Linked DNA regions of Siniperca chuatsi: region 2 is linked to region 1. The links are chromatin contacts, called in public Hi-C maps. All regions are on one chromosome and are shown on one strand. Each heading gives the region's core, a stretch centred on a gene start, on an enhancer-like site or on the middle of the called end of the contact. The rest is flanking DNA. Distances are from core to core; before and after follow the strand shown. Region 1 has its middle 25 kb from the start of eef1db. Region 2 holds the start of LOC122878025 (fetuin-B-like).

Region 1 (7,104 bases), core at 1,946-4,445:
TTACTGACTTTGGAAAGCTCCCTTCCGAATCCCAGAGGCAGTTATCCAACTGTTTTCACTGGCTGAGTAGCACTAACAGTAGTACTAATCATGACAAGTAAACTGAACTTCATATGTAAAATCAGTGAAGTTTGTCTTTAAAGGTACAATGTGGAATTCCTGGCCACATGCTCCAAACAAAGAGGGGGCAGCATTTCACCTTGTGCAAGAAGTGCATGATTTACTAATTGCAGCGATGACACTGTTCAAAATTGTGTACAGTTAGACACACGTAATAGACCTTGCAATGTCTTCAAAAATGTATGCCGAACTTTCCAAACTTCCAGTCTTGCCTCATCTTATAAACATTTTTTCAGTCGGTCTACTACTGGGTCCATTTACAGAGTCGTCAGTTATTTAAAAAAAAAAAGGTGAACTACTAACAGCAGGGCAGAAATACGCAATATTCGACCAAATGCTGAAACTCTGAGAGTTTGGCTTCTTTTTATATCGCTTCTTTTCTTTGTCATGAAATGTGATTTCTTGCCCGGGAGAAGGTGATTGGGATGGTGATAAAGGTCGCTTGCCAAGACCTTTAGCCATCTTTGTGTTTCTGTGACACTAACCGGGGGCTGTACCAAAGATGCTCTATAACAACTTAACTAATTACTACTAACTTTCTGAGCCGTCTCTGGCTGTACCTTCAACGTGATTGAAAAGCCCTCGGGGCAGCTCTGCTTTTTTGTCCTCTCATGTTGGACTGAGGACAGACTGGACGTCATTCACCATCGCCTCTCGAGGAAGTGGTATTACAACACAGGAAGGGCCGGGGCTAGCTGGTTAGCATGCTTATTTCAGCAGATATCTCAGCACAGTACACAGAAGTCTTTGACATGACGTCAGAACTGTTAATTCTTCATATTCTGTCGATAAAGTTAGTTCATTTTTTTAACGTTTAAAACTAAAATTCTGGCCATATCTTAGACATTGTACCTTTTAAACAAGATAAGCGGCCCTCAGCTACCATTGGCTGCCAAAGATTTGAAAATCTCTTTGGTTTCCTTATTTGAAATAATTATTGTAAGTAGTGAAAGTCCCAGTGAAATTGCAGTGAGAGCATCTTTAGCTTCTGTAAGGTGACGTATTTCTGAGTGAAACTGAATGTGGGGTTCAACTACAAGAGGGAGTTGAAATTGTTCAAGGATTTGATTTGATCACTCCAAAGTTGGTATCACTTAGTGAGCATAGAGATTAAAAAATGATTGATCTGGGAGTGCTGTGAAGATATCGAGGTGCATCTTAACTTTGTCCTATTTTTTTCATATTTTTGCACATATTTTTCTTATTTTCACATTTATTTTCATCGCTGAACAAGTGTTGCTTACGTTTTACCTGGTTTAACAAATCTTACGAGAGTACCTGCACAGTTTAATAATCCTGTTCCCGCTTCCATCTAACAGGGCTTTCACACCAAAAGCACAAGAACGTCATATCGCTGATTTTTGACCAGATTTTTTCTAGCTTAAAGGTCCATTATGTAACATTTAGGAGGAGCTATTGGGAGAAATGGAATATGTATAATCACCTGAAAATAAGAATCGTTGTGTTTTCGTTACCTTAGAATAAGCTGTTTATATCTACATAGGGAGCGGGTCCTCTTCCATGGAGGCCGCCATGTTTCTACAGCAGCCCAGAACAGACAAACCAAACACCGGCTCCAGATAGGGCCGTTTGCGTTTAAGAATTAGCTTTTTTGTGTTTGGTGTGAAGTGTTGCTGGATGACCTTCCATAACAGCACTACAGCACTTCACTACACAGCTGGGTGTGGTAGTCCTGACTGCAACCAGCTGTGATGTCGAGTGTGGTCAGAGGTCCAACAGACCTGAAACTTTCAACCCACAGACGTCAGTGCAGCATTTTTCCCCCTTCAAACAAGATCCAGTCTGGAGTTGCTCTTTAAGGCCCCAAAAACACTTGGACTGGCCCTGTATGATACTTTGTGAGGCGTGAGTGCATTCTTTTCTGTGCTCCACAATATGTTGTTATTTATGTCGCAGTGGTATTTGTACCAAGCAGAGAGAGATCTGAAAGGAAAATTAGCACAGCAATCAGACAGACTGCCTTCGCTGTAAATGAGCTCTTCGAGGAGTCGCTTTCAGAGCGGCGTGAAAATGAATAATTAGATCTCCTTTGTGATTGTACAAAATAGGCCTCATACTGAGTGTGAGGTCGTTTCTGAGGCTGTAATATCTATGCAATGTATATTTAATACATTCAATTATTTGATGAGGCAGCCAGCTTCATAACACTCCCCCCCCCCAAACAGATGAGGAGGTGAATGTCAAACTGATGAATAGATGGGAACATTTATGAAACGTAAGCTGTACATCTGTATGACTGGAAATACAGATGAGGACATCGAGTAAGAGACCGATAAACATCGAAAGAAAGAACTCAAAGATGAAACTTCCTGTGACCTTCTCACCATGCAGGAAAGTCCTTCCTAAGTTCTTAGCAACTACTGGCTAGTTTCAAACTAGAAATTTACTAACAGGAGGTTTAATTTACCAACTGGTTTTATGCTTTATGGCATTTAAATACATTACACCACTTCACCTGGTGAAGGTGCTATAAGTCAAATTAAATTTGGAAAACCCAAACGTGGCCCCTCAGACTGTCCTCCCACAGGTTTCATGAAACTATGATGAATTCTTCTGGGGCTTCAAACTCACTGATTTGATTTCAATTTTCAAAGACCGGTCTCTGCACAAGTACTTGGTCGTCATAGGTCAGTTTCATACAAATTACTATTATCGTTTAGTGTGAATTTCAGTACACAGAATATTTATTTACTGCCGAAAAGGCGGAAATGGCGGCTCAGTCTCCCCCTGGCTTACGGTAACATTTCTCTTGAGTTTTCTTGATTTGTGCCCGCTACAGGGACCACCATTAAGCAGAACACCACACATACGCTTATCCATGGTTTGTCATCCTCTCTTTCTCAAACACAGGCAGCACTCTCGACCCTCTTGTCTGCCAGAGCATTAGTCACTGCCAGCTGGCAGGATGGAGTTCTTATCAGGTTTATTGATCAGCATGGGGAAAGATTACGGCCCTGTGTTTGTGTGTGTGTGTGTGTGTGTGTGTGTGTGTGTGTGTATGTGAGAGAGTCAACCCGAGAGGACTCTGTTGACCCAATCTAGCACCACAAAGCCTCAAAACAGCTTCATCCACACAGTAAAACCAAAATCATTAGAGTTGCAGCTGCACAGCAAGTGGGTTACCAAAGCTTTCAAGAGTTCGTGGTGATGACAGATTACTGATGACAGACTGATGAAAATATTACTTTCAGCAAATCTAACCTGAAGGAGCTTCATCGTCTTTGCAAAAGGAAACTACTTCGTTTATTAAATCGTGTTGTAATTCAATGGAACTGCACTGATGTAAAAGCAGCTACAATGTGTAAATCGGTGGTTCTCAGACTTTTCCTGCCATACCCCCTTTGGAAGAAGAAAAGATTAATGCCGGCCTATATTTCTTATAAATCAATGCCGTTTGTATCAACCATTAACAAAATTGGTGAAATAAGTGGCAAAACGGCCAAGCGGGAGCTCCACGGTTTGTTCTTGTTAGCATATGGTGAACATGTTAATCACTACCTCGTAATAATTTATGCCATATTACCTGTTTCTGATTGGTTGGGAGGGGTTCATCAAAATCGTATAACAGAACAAGGAATATTAAAGTGAAGTGAACCATGGCAACAGTGCTTGCCCTAGTTAATGCTGCATTATATAGGAGATATTAGCACTCCCTGAAATGGACCTAATCATGAGTAAATACAAACTTTAAGATGGTTTATGATATGAATACAGCCTCCCTTGTTTTCCTTTGGTAAGTGTTCATGGTATAAGAGAGACAGTGCAGTCTATGGCAGTGATTCCCAACAATGGTACATGTACTTTGTGTGGAGTAGCTCAGTTAATTTGAAAAAATAGAAATTATGATTTGGTAAAAATGTATCCACATATTTGTGCTTTGGAGGAAAATAAGTAGACGAGCAGGATTACAAATGAAGTGTGAGGCGGGTCTTTAGTACGTTGTTGATATTGTCACAATAATCAATAAACTACAAGCTACGACAGGCTGACTGCACAAGACACGCCTCCCACCAACCCGAGTCATTTGTGACACCTTAAAAAATAGTTAACAGGCGAGCGGAGAAGTCAAAATAGATCACTAATGGATGAATGTTTGAAATGTCCACCTTCTAATACTCTAATACAAACCAAACCAACAGAAAAAAAGAGTCTGAGCCTGAACATCGGCAATTCCACAATCACTGTCTTTTATAAAAGAAAATATTGTAACACTGTCCACTTCTATATAATTAATAGCATTAAATAATATCTATTTAAATCCATTCAAACAGACACGTTTGGAGCATGACCTCTGGTCTAAGGTGTCTGCATAAAGAAAATAGGTGGACCTCGCTGCATACGTCACTTACTTATTATGATACAGACACTCAAGACCTGCTTTGCTGTTATGTTAATTAATTTAAATAAATTTACTGTGTCTTGTATACTCATATCTTTAAGGTTAATGAAAAGTGTAAAGCATCCAAGGGAAACATTTAAATTATAGGCGACTTGCTCTTTGAGTTTAGCTGTAGAAACTTGCTGTAGACGTCTCGTGTGAGGAAAAGGTTGCAGGTTCAGCACATTAGCTTCTCTGGGGGCCACTGTACAGGTTTCCCCCTGAAATAGGACAAAGCAAGTGTTTGAAGAAAAACTAGAATTAAAACTGGCAGAGGCCACCATGTTTACAGTTATTAATCCAAGGCAAGATATGCTTACGTGTGTCCTCTTTTAATGAGAAAGAAAGTTGTAGAATTTAAGACAGAAAAAAGTTTTGTTTTGTTGTATTCATGCATTTTGATGTTGTGTTGTTGTCTTTGTTTCCCCTTGGTTCAGATCCACAGGGAGTGTCAGAGGTCCCTTGGGTTTTCCTTCCTCTCCTTTACTCTTCTTGTTCGTGCCCCTCTCGTCCTGTCTGCCTCTCTCTCTCTCTCTCTCGGGGCCGATCACGTCTCAGACAGTAATTGCTCCCGTCTCTCACAGCCCAAGTGTCTGTTCCTGCCTGACTTTGACTTTTGTTTTTTGTTCACTTTCACTCATGACTGACCAAAAGACAGAATGGCAGTCTTCAGAAAGGGTATGCTGTATACATCTAATTTACCGCCTCCTCTTTCCTTACCTCATCCATCCATCCATCTGTCATCTAGGGGGCTATTGCAGCCTCTCAAAGCCCAGACAGGGCCTCCTTTACGGGAGGAGGCTGTCAAAAGAAAGCCCTCTAGACAGGATGGGAGTGGCGGGATGCACAGACAGACAATCAGACAGACAGGCTGTTAACTGAGGCAACATTAGTCTGTCTGTGCAGTGAAACAGGCCACAGGGGCTTTACTGCAAATTTATTTTAACAAGCCATTAAATGCAGTGTTGAGTCTTAAAAGCTTATTTTTCTTCAGGGAAGAGAAACAGAAACCTGCCAGTGAGGTATAATTGTTTCATTTGTTTCCAATGCAAATCAAAATCTTATTTGGAGTCAAGTTCCCACTGGGGAAACTTTTTTTTTTGTTACATGGTTAAGAAAAGGCTAGATTTGAAGCCTGCATTAGATGAAATGCATTGGGTTTTGTTTTTTTTCATTTCCATCAAACCGGGTTCTCACAGGAATGTGAAAATAATTAAGTGCCTCACTATAAAAATTTAAAAAAGCAGCAGTCAGTTAATAAATGCACTCTCCTCTGGAGCCGCTTTCAGAGAGCAGAGTGAAACCAGAACATTAGCTTGTCTACTGAAATATGTTTTCCTTGACTTTACAGCAGCTTCCTGCAAAGTATCAGAGAAGTCAAATACTTGTGCTTTGGATATTTTTTAAAAATCATATTAATACTCACTTGTTTTTAGTTTTTTTCTTGATTCCTTGTTTTTAGCTATGCTTGTGCTGTCGCTCTATGGCAGTATCAGTTGGTCGGGCCACCATTTTGGTCCAGACTGAATTATCTATCGGATGGATTGCCATGAAATTTTGTACAGCTATTCATGGTCCCCAGAGGATGGATCCTACTCACTTTGGGGATCTCCTGACTTTACTTGTAGCGCCATCATGAGGCCAAAGTTTTCACTTATGTGAAATGTCTCAACATTGGCACAACATTTTGGACGAACATTAATGGTTCCCAGACAATGGATCCCTGACTTTTCCTCTTGTGCCACCGTGAGGATGACATTTTTGGTTTTGAGTGAAATGTCTCGACAGATATTGGATGGATTGACAAGAAATTTGGTACAGACATTCATGTTCCCCTTGCGATGAATTGTAATAACTTTTTATGAAGTGCCATCATCAGGTCAAAATTGTCCAATACTTTGGTTTATGATTGATTCCCTGCAAAACAAATGATATTCCGTCAGTATTCAGTCTCAGCTTTGTGTTTAGTACAAATGTTAGCATACTAACACACTAAACTAAGCTGTAGAACATTATACCTTCTAAACATCACCATCTTAGCATTGTCATTGTGACTATTTTACCATGCGAATGTTAGCACCGCTGTGGCTAAGTACAGCCTCACGGAGCCTCTAGCATGGCTGTAGACTTGCTTTATAGGCTAATGTTGCAGCTGCAGTTTTTCTCTCTTTAAACACTTTGTAACTACTGTTTTAAAAAGTTCTGTATAAAATAAATTACTCACTGAAATACATAAATGTGTATCTCAGAATATACTTTCCAAAGGACACGTTTCATAGTAGACTGAACATCAAACGGTGTCTATAGAGTCACAGTAGAGTGAAATGGTGGTCTGAGGTCAGTGAAGTGAAGAGGGCACGTTCTTCAGTTGGGCCCAAAACATGGACAACCGCACTGCAGTCATCTCGACTGTGCTGTGATTTAGATCTTTTCTTTCCTTCCTAGAACTGCAGGAAAAAGTCGTGTTCAGTTTTCCCCTCACTGTCAGCTCACCACACACCGCCCTCTGTTTATTACAATGTACACCACTTCCTTTAGTGACCTGCGTTTGAGAGATGTAGTCTGTGTATTTTATACATGTTTGT
Region 2 (6,875 bases), core at 557-3,056, 200 kb before region 1:
CTGTGCTTGGCTGCACAAAATAATAAATGATACCACAAATACTCATCCAGTGTTTTTTGTATTGAATTCAATGCACTTGTTCCCTCACAACCGACTCTCCCTGTGTTTCCTGTCACTGATATCACAAGTGTCACTGGCGTCAAACAAAACGGCATGAAAATAATCTTTAAAAAGCTTGTGGTTACATGACAAGCAGCAGATGGATTTTCTAAACAACACATTATCTACCGTGAGAAGTGGCTGTTTTATTAATTTGCTGACAGTAACTGAAGTACACCAAAATAAAATGTATTTTTTTCTTTTCCCGGATAATATCAATGTACATTGTTACCTACAGTACATAATGTAATTAATGCATTTAAAGTTTACAGTTAACAGTAATCTTTTCTTTTTTAATCATATTCAAACTGATTCAGAGCATCAAGTAATGTTTGTATTGTTGCCGTTCTGAACTTAGCCTCTTTGTCTCTGACCTTTCTTGTGTCTATATGTAAGAGAAAAGAGGGATACAGAGCTGGAGCACAAACTCCATAAGAATGTGAGAAACTAAAAAAAAGCACTTAGATTGTGCAGACCTCCACAGGCCACAGAATCATCTGAATTTGAATAATAGAAAACTTTTTAATCTGCATCTTGATCCAGATCTACATTGGAATTTACATAGTAAAAGACAAGCATGCTGATATTTTGAGAAAACCTCAATCCTGGAAAATATAAGGGATATATATATATATATATATATATGCTGTATATACTGTAATTATATGGCAAAAACTCAAGTGAATTAGACTCATGACCACTGAGTTATTCTATTCAAATGTTTCATTTTGGCATAGCGCCACCTAGTGTGAGGGTGAACAAAATTTGGTTGCAATAGTATATGTTCAAAAATGATGGCTGTTACATGTAATAGGCCAAGCCTGGACAATTTTGGCAAACCATTATATGAAAACTGTGTAGAATATGAAAGGAGGAGTCACTGAAGTATGGTGCAGATTGGGTGCCAACCTGCTCAAAGTAGTTTATGGGCTCCTGCTAATAGACGAACATTACCTCAGAGGCAGAAATAATTGTTAACTTTGTGTAGCTTTCACACATCAGATAAAACAACAGTAGCTCTAGAACAGTATGAACTACACTCACCCACTCTATGTATATTATCTTTGTAGCCCCTAAACACCACCCACACATAACTGACAACTGCAATTCTGGTAAGTTGCAAAAGTGAAAAAAAAAAAATGCTTTCACAATAATGACACATTTTGTAGTTTGCACTCCAAATATAATGCACATTAATATAACTTGTGTACTAATATGTGGTCAAGCATTTTTATTTTATTTATTTTAGAGGTGCAAAAATACGTTAAAATAATTAACATATGGACAGCGGAGAAGTGGCTGAAGTAGCCGTTTGAAAAGTTTCTACATTTCGATCCTTGATTTCACCATGACTCGTAGTTCTGTTGTAACTGTTGTGAGTCCAAGCTGACAACAGCTCACATTCTGTGCTGAGGAGCAAGCTGCAAACGTTTCACTGTTGTTAATTGTTGGTAACCAAAACATACAATAGGTTTTTCAATGAGGCATTCCTTTAAACTAGGCTCTATGGAATTTGTCACATTAAAGAAATTAAATTAGCTGTACTGTATTCGATGAGTTTTTCTTTGTTTGAGTTAATTTCCCCTGTTGCCCAGTGCACTCTGACCCTTCAGTCAGTCTGAGCCAGCCATTGGCCTTCAGAGCAGCAGATAGCAGCTGTTTGCTCATCCTTTGGGAAAGAGGGGAAAGTCCAGCATCAGCCTCACATGTGTCTGTCCAAACCCTGTCCAGAAAAACTAGGATAACAGGTCTTGCAAAGGGTGATTTAAAGACCAGGGCCTGTCTTAGTCTAAATGTTAAATTACCCAGGCTAGGCTTTAGTAATTCAGTTGGGTAAAATTAGGGGTTTATTTGATCCAGTCTGTGTGTGTGTGTGTGTGCGTGCGTGCGTGTGTGTGTGTGTGTGTGTGTGTGTGTGTGTGTGTGTGTGTGTGTGTGTGTGTGTGTGTGTGTGTGTGTTAGAGGATGAGTGTGTACCTGTTGGTCCTGTGTCTGGCTTTGCTGCAGCAGGAGGGAATAGCCAGGCCAGACCCTCCAGGCTGCAATAGCCCTGAGGTGGTGAGGGTGGCAGAAGAGGCCCTGGAGCAGATCAACCAGGACCGGACAAACGGATACATCCTGAGCCTCAACAGACTGTATGACCTCTCTCACACTCCTGAAAAGGTGAGGGCGAATACTCGTGCACACACACATGCACACACAAAAACATGAGCAGGGTTGTACACCATCTTGCATCTTGAAAGGTGCAACAGTATTTGCAGAAAGAGGGTGGAAGCAGTCGATGGGCAGGCAGCAGCCCAGAAGCAAATACGAAGAAAATTAACTGTGTGTGTGTGTGTGTGTGTGTGCGTGTGTGTGTGTGTCTGTGTGTGTCCAGGAGAAAGGTGGGTCACTCTACAAACTGACCATCGATGTCATGGAGACCAAATGCCACATCACCAGCAGGAAACCATGGAAACAATGTGAAGTCAGAGATATTGGTGATGTTCCAGTAAGTGCCACATGGTGGTGTATCTTCACTCTTCAGAATCAACACAATGACTGCTTTATTTGTGGGCCATTACAGGCTTAACCTCAACCCAATTATTTAGGCTTTTTTAAAATATTAGATCATTTTCACAAGTCCAAATTCCATTCAGTGTGAAATCACTTTCCATGTTTGTTTGTTGACCTGGTTATTAGTTTGGTTATGCAGTATGTGCATGTATCTATACTTACATCTGTATGCTTGTGTCCTTCAGGTGTATGGAGAATGTGAGGTATCTGCCTACGTCGACTCTAAAGTCAAACTTCAAAATTACTCGTGTGCACTTCGTGAAGGTAGATCGATGGAGTCATTTACACTCATATTTCATTCGTTTGATAACACCAAAACACAAGTCTCTGTGCTAGAAAGTGTTGCAAGTCTATTTTGTTGGCACTTTACCGCTTTGATTTTGTAAATGTTAGTGAGGTGTGAAATTAGAGATGCTGACATACATTGAATTCTTTCTCTATATATGCTCTGTCCCAAAATACCTCCCTGAGGCAAGTAAACATGTCATCCATGAGTGATTACGCAGAGTTGCAGTTGGATATTAAAGTAAATATATGTCACTGACAAAGTACTATCGGTTTTAATTTTTTTTACATTTTTTTACACAATTTGGCTAAGTGAAGGAAAACACACCTGGATAAAGCAAACTGTCAGAGGGAAGCTGAACATAGCTGAAAGGGTTCATACTGCAGGATGGAGGTTGGGAGTTAGGAGTACATGTAAACCATACAAAGTGCCTGGGTTGAATCCTCAACAAACACCTTGCTTCAGCTACATTCCACTGACCTTTGACCCTGTTAATTCTTGTGTTTAGTTCCTGCTACTGCGGTGGTGGATGTGTGTCCGGACTGTCCCACGGCTGACAACTTGAATGAGCCCGTTGTCAAGGAGACAGCCAATCTCTCCCTGCAGAGGTTCAATGAAGAGAGCCGCCTGGCCAACTACTTTACTCTGGAAAACATTACAAGAGCCAGTTCACAGGTAAAGAAAAAAACTAAATAATCAAGTAATCAACTAAAGGATGCCTGTTCCGAGTGAAGATTCTGTGTACAGACAAGAGAGTTCATGTTTTAACTACAGACTACATTTCCTACAGACCATGTAGCTCTTGTTGCAAAGTAGATATTTTTTCGTTGGTTTTTATCAGGTTCATCCTTCTAGACTTGAGTCCACCTGAGGCTACACCTTCACTGTTCTGTGCTCTTAAAGGGGTTGGCCACTTAAATGTGGCAACTTTTTACTTTGAAAAGTATCAGGGAACAGTTTTGATGTTATGTGTGTGGCACTTTTATCAGATTGATTATATTTGGTTTTATATTACATCTAAAACTTTCCAACCTTATTATTTTATCATTCTTATTTTGGTAAGCAGTTGACCGGTGTGGGTATGCATGGCTTTGTGTGCTTTGTCAGTGGGTTGTCGGTCCATCGTACTTTGTGGAGTTCACCATTCTGGAGACGGTGTGTTCAAAGAAAACAGATGCCAATGAACTGAGCAACTGCCCACCTATGGACTGTCAGTTTGCTGTGAGTCACACGCACACGCACACACACAAATGTATTTAGGGTGTTTCAATATATGATTTACTGCACTTACTCAGCACAAGTTCTTCAAACAGGGCTTTCCACAGTCTAAAGCTGAACAAGACTGTTGGATGTGAAATTGGCCTGAAATACAGTCTGGCTGTTAGATGCTTGTTTTAAAAAAAGCCGTATTGATGGAAGACCGCTCCAAGAACTCCCTAGAAATGGAAATACAAAATGTAGATTTTATTCAGTCTGTATTTTCACTCTTGTGTAAATTCCCAAAAGAACTTAAGGCCTCAAATGCTCTTTTATTGCCATTATTTAAATTCTTTTTATGTGTCTTGTCTTCGCTGTGGTGGTTGTTGCTTGTGTACACCACCTTGGTTCCACCCATACTCCACTCCATTGCAGAATCTTTTCTGGCTCTAAACACGATGCCGCCACAAGTTGTAAATCCAGGCTCAGCTATTCTTGATTTTCTTTTCTCGCAGCATAGAGGCTTCTGTTTGGGATCACACGAGGCCCATGAGGACCAGTTTGAAATCAGACTCCCTGTCGGAAAGAAGGACAGCTCATTTCAGAATCAGAGGCCTGTAGAGGTGAAGTGTGAGATCTACGAACCTCAGGTACCTGCTTCAACTGCACTTATGCACCACACAATAGGACTTAATGTATCTGATCTTTAAAATTTTAAATGGACATAAACAACAAACTAATTCTTCTACCAATCTATTAATCTATAAATCTAAATTTCAGACATCCTGATATCAGAGGCATCTCTGATGTCAGGATATCTGAAATTTAGATTTATGAAGGCTTTTAGATTTCTTCAAAGTTCCAGTAATCAATATAGTTTATTTGATCACTGAATCAAACACTGTGTATAAAGTGAAAAGGGTCGCTTATAATGATGAGCACACAGAGAAATACCATCCAATTCTGCAGCTCTACAGTGCTTTTGCTGTTTAGAGAGAGAGTTTTATGGTACAGTCTCACCACTGACATCAACTTGTTCCTTTACAGTTTCCTGAGGTCAGTAGAAGCTGAAATAGTGAGCCACACTCTATCTTTCTCTTTCCTCTTCCTCTGTAGGCTGCCGCTGTGGAGGAGCAGGCCCATGCAAAAGCACATGGGGTGCACATGGGGCATCAGCACGACAATCACACACACCTGCACCCCCATGAGCACACGCACTCCGTCACACCCAGCTCAGACCTCACTGTCTCCAAGCCAAGGGGCTCCCTCGGGACTGTGGTGGATCAGCCTGCTCCTCTCAGATTTTCCCCAGCAGCCAGCTCCTGCCCCGGACCGCACAGACACCATCTGGGCTTAGACAAACTCAAGCTCTGATTGGCCGGACCAGGACGGTTGATCTTTGATCAGCTATTCAGCTACATTTTTCCTGCATGTTGTAATTAGTTAAGAAAGACAAGAAATTGCAACCTAGAAGTAATATATGGTAGTAAGGCAGTAAATTATACCCACAATAATCTGTGGAAATAATCAGATTACAGTGATTGTTTGATTAAAGCATTTACATAACAGGAAGTTGTATCATTTTCTGGCATAACATGAGAATTCTTTGGCAGGTTATGCAAATATATCTGAACAGGGTTCTGTGGAGACATTTCAAAAATGTAACTTAAGTTAATGATCATTTAACTGATCATAAAAGATTACTTACACTGCACATACTGGAATAGTACATTGTATTACATACATTGTACATGAGGTTTTCAAACTGTGAGGCACGCCTACACGGGGGGGGCGCAGGAGAGTTGAGGGAAACGGACAGAGAGACGTCACGTGAGGCAAAGATAATCCGTGATTAAACGTCCGTGAATCTGCTTAGAAGTCATAGAAAAACGACTCCTTATCACTCCTGAACTTGCCTGAGAATCATCACATTTTTAAGTTTTCTTCAGCATCAGAGTAATCCAGTGCTACTGCAAACAGGAATTGCTAACAGCTTATTCGGCATACTTTTAATGGTGCCAATTTGCCAAAATGTCAAATTTATTTGAGGGGGGGTCCCACAGTGTCAGACTCATGCTTTGTAGATTATTATAAAGGATTTGTTGGTGTATTTCTCAGAAATATATTTTCCAAAGATTGACAGATACTAAATTATCAGATTTGTGTAGAGTGTGTACAGTACAGATGTGTTACGGTTACTGACTTATCAACTGACAGCTGATTTTTTTTTTGTATTCTGTTTTGTTTCAAACCTTTGAAAGTGAAAACCCATTTAACAATATTTGCTGTGATTTTACATATTTAGTGTTATTCAAAGTACAGTATTAAGCTTTCTGCCTCAATGAAATTGAACTGAGTAGGTAAAATAGTTATGTAAAATCATGTCCAACAAGGACTGGTGAGGTGGGGAAAGTCTGGGGCATCTGTATTGGCTGTGTGACACAGCTGGGGTTGTTAACGCGGATCAGGGTGTGAGGCTTTAAAAAATCATATTATGTCCACCTTATCACCCCTTTCCCACCCAGTGTGACTTGAATCAACACTGCTGATGATATAAATGCTGATAGGCTACAACTGTTTAAACACGTTTTCAACTGTTTACATGCATATTTTGATATTTTTGTGATTCGAAATGAACCTTCATACGGTTTAAACTACATTTGTGGGGAAACAGAAAGCTCAGTTGAGACCCGCACACTGAGCGGGGATGAGTAGGATTGGGCTGTATGAGTAATTC

Evidence for each region. A called contact is a pair of places that touch in the nucleus more often than the background predicts.
Region 2: a Hi-C map of liver shows a contact between it and region 1, with 4 times the contacts expected there. The contact joins the promoter of LOC122878025 here to the enhancer-like site in region 1. A contact is called at or near these places in 2 of 3 Hi-C or Micro-C datasets (liver and skeletal muscle).

Annotation. Positions count from the first base shown.
Region 1 is chrLG6:4,149,247-4,156,350 of ASM2008510v1, reverse strand. No RefSeq gene overlaps it. Among protein-coding and RNA genes, the nearest start is that of eef1db, 25 kb to the right of the region's middle. Within about 2 kb of position 3,195, the one cell type or tissue checked has an H3K27ac peak away from gene starts, as active enhancers do. A contact at or near this core is called in liver, where this site is marked.
Region 2 is chrLG6:4,344,594-4,351,468 of ASM2008510v1, reverse strand. LOC122878025 (fetuin-B-like) reads left to right here and starts at 1,806. Exons shown (of 7, transcript XM_044200319.1): 1 at 1,806-2,262; 2 at 2,477-2,590; 3 at 2,841-2,919; 4 at 3,450-3,616; 5 at 4,049-4,162; 6 at 4,654-4,788; 7 at 5,255-5,706. The coding sequence starts at 2,065. The coding sequence ends at 5,512. It overlaps LOC122877699 (fetuin-B-like), which reads left to right. Exons shown (of 7, transcript XM_044199596.1): 7 at 1-45.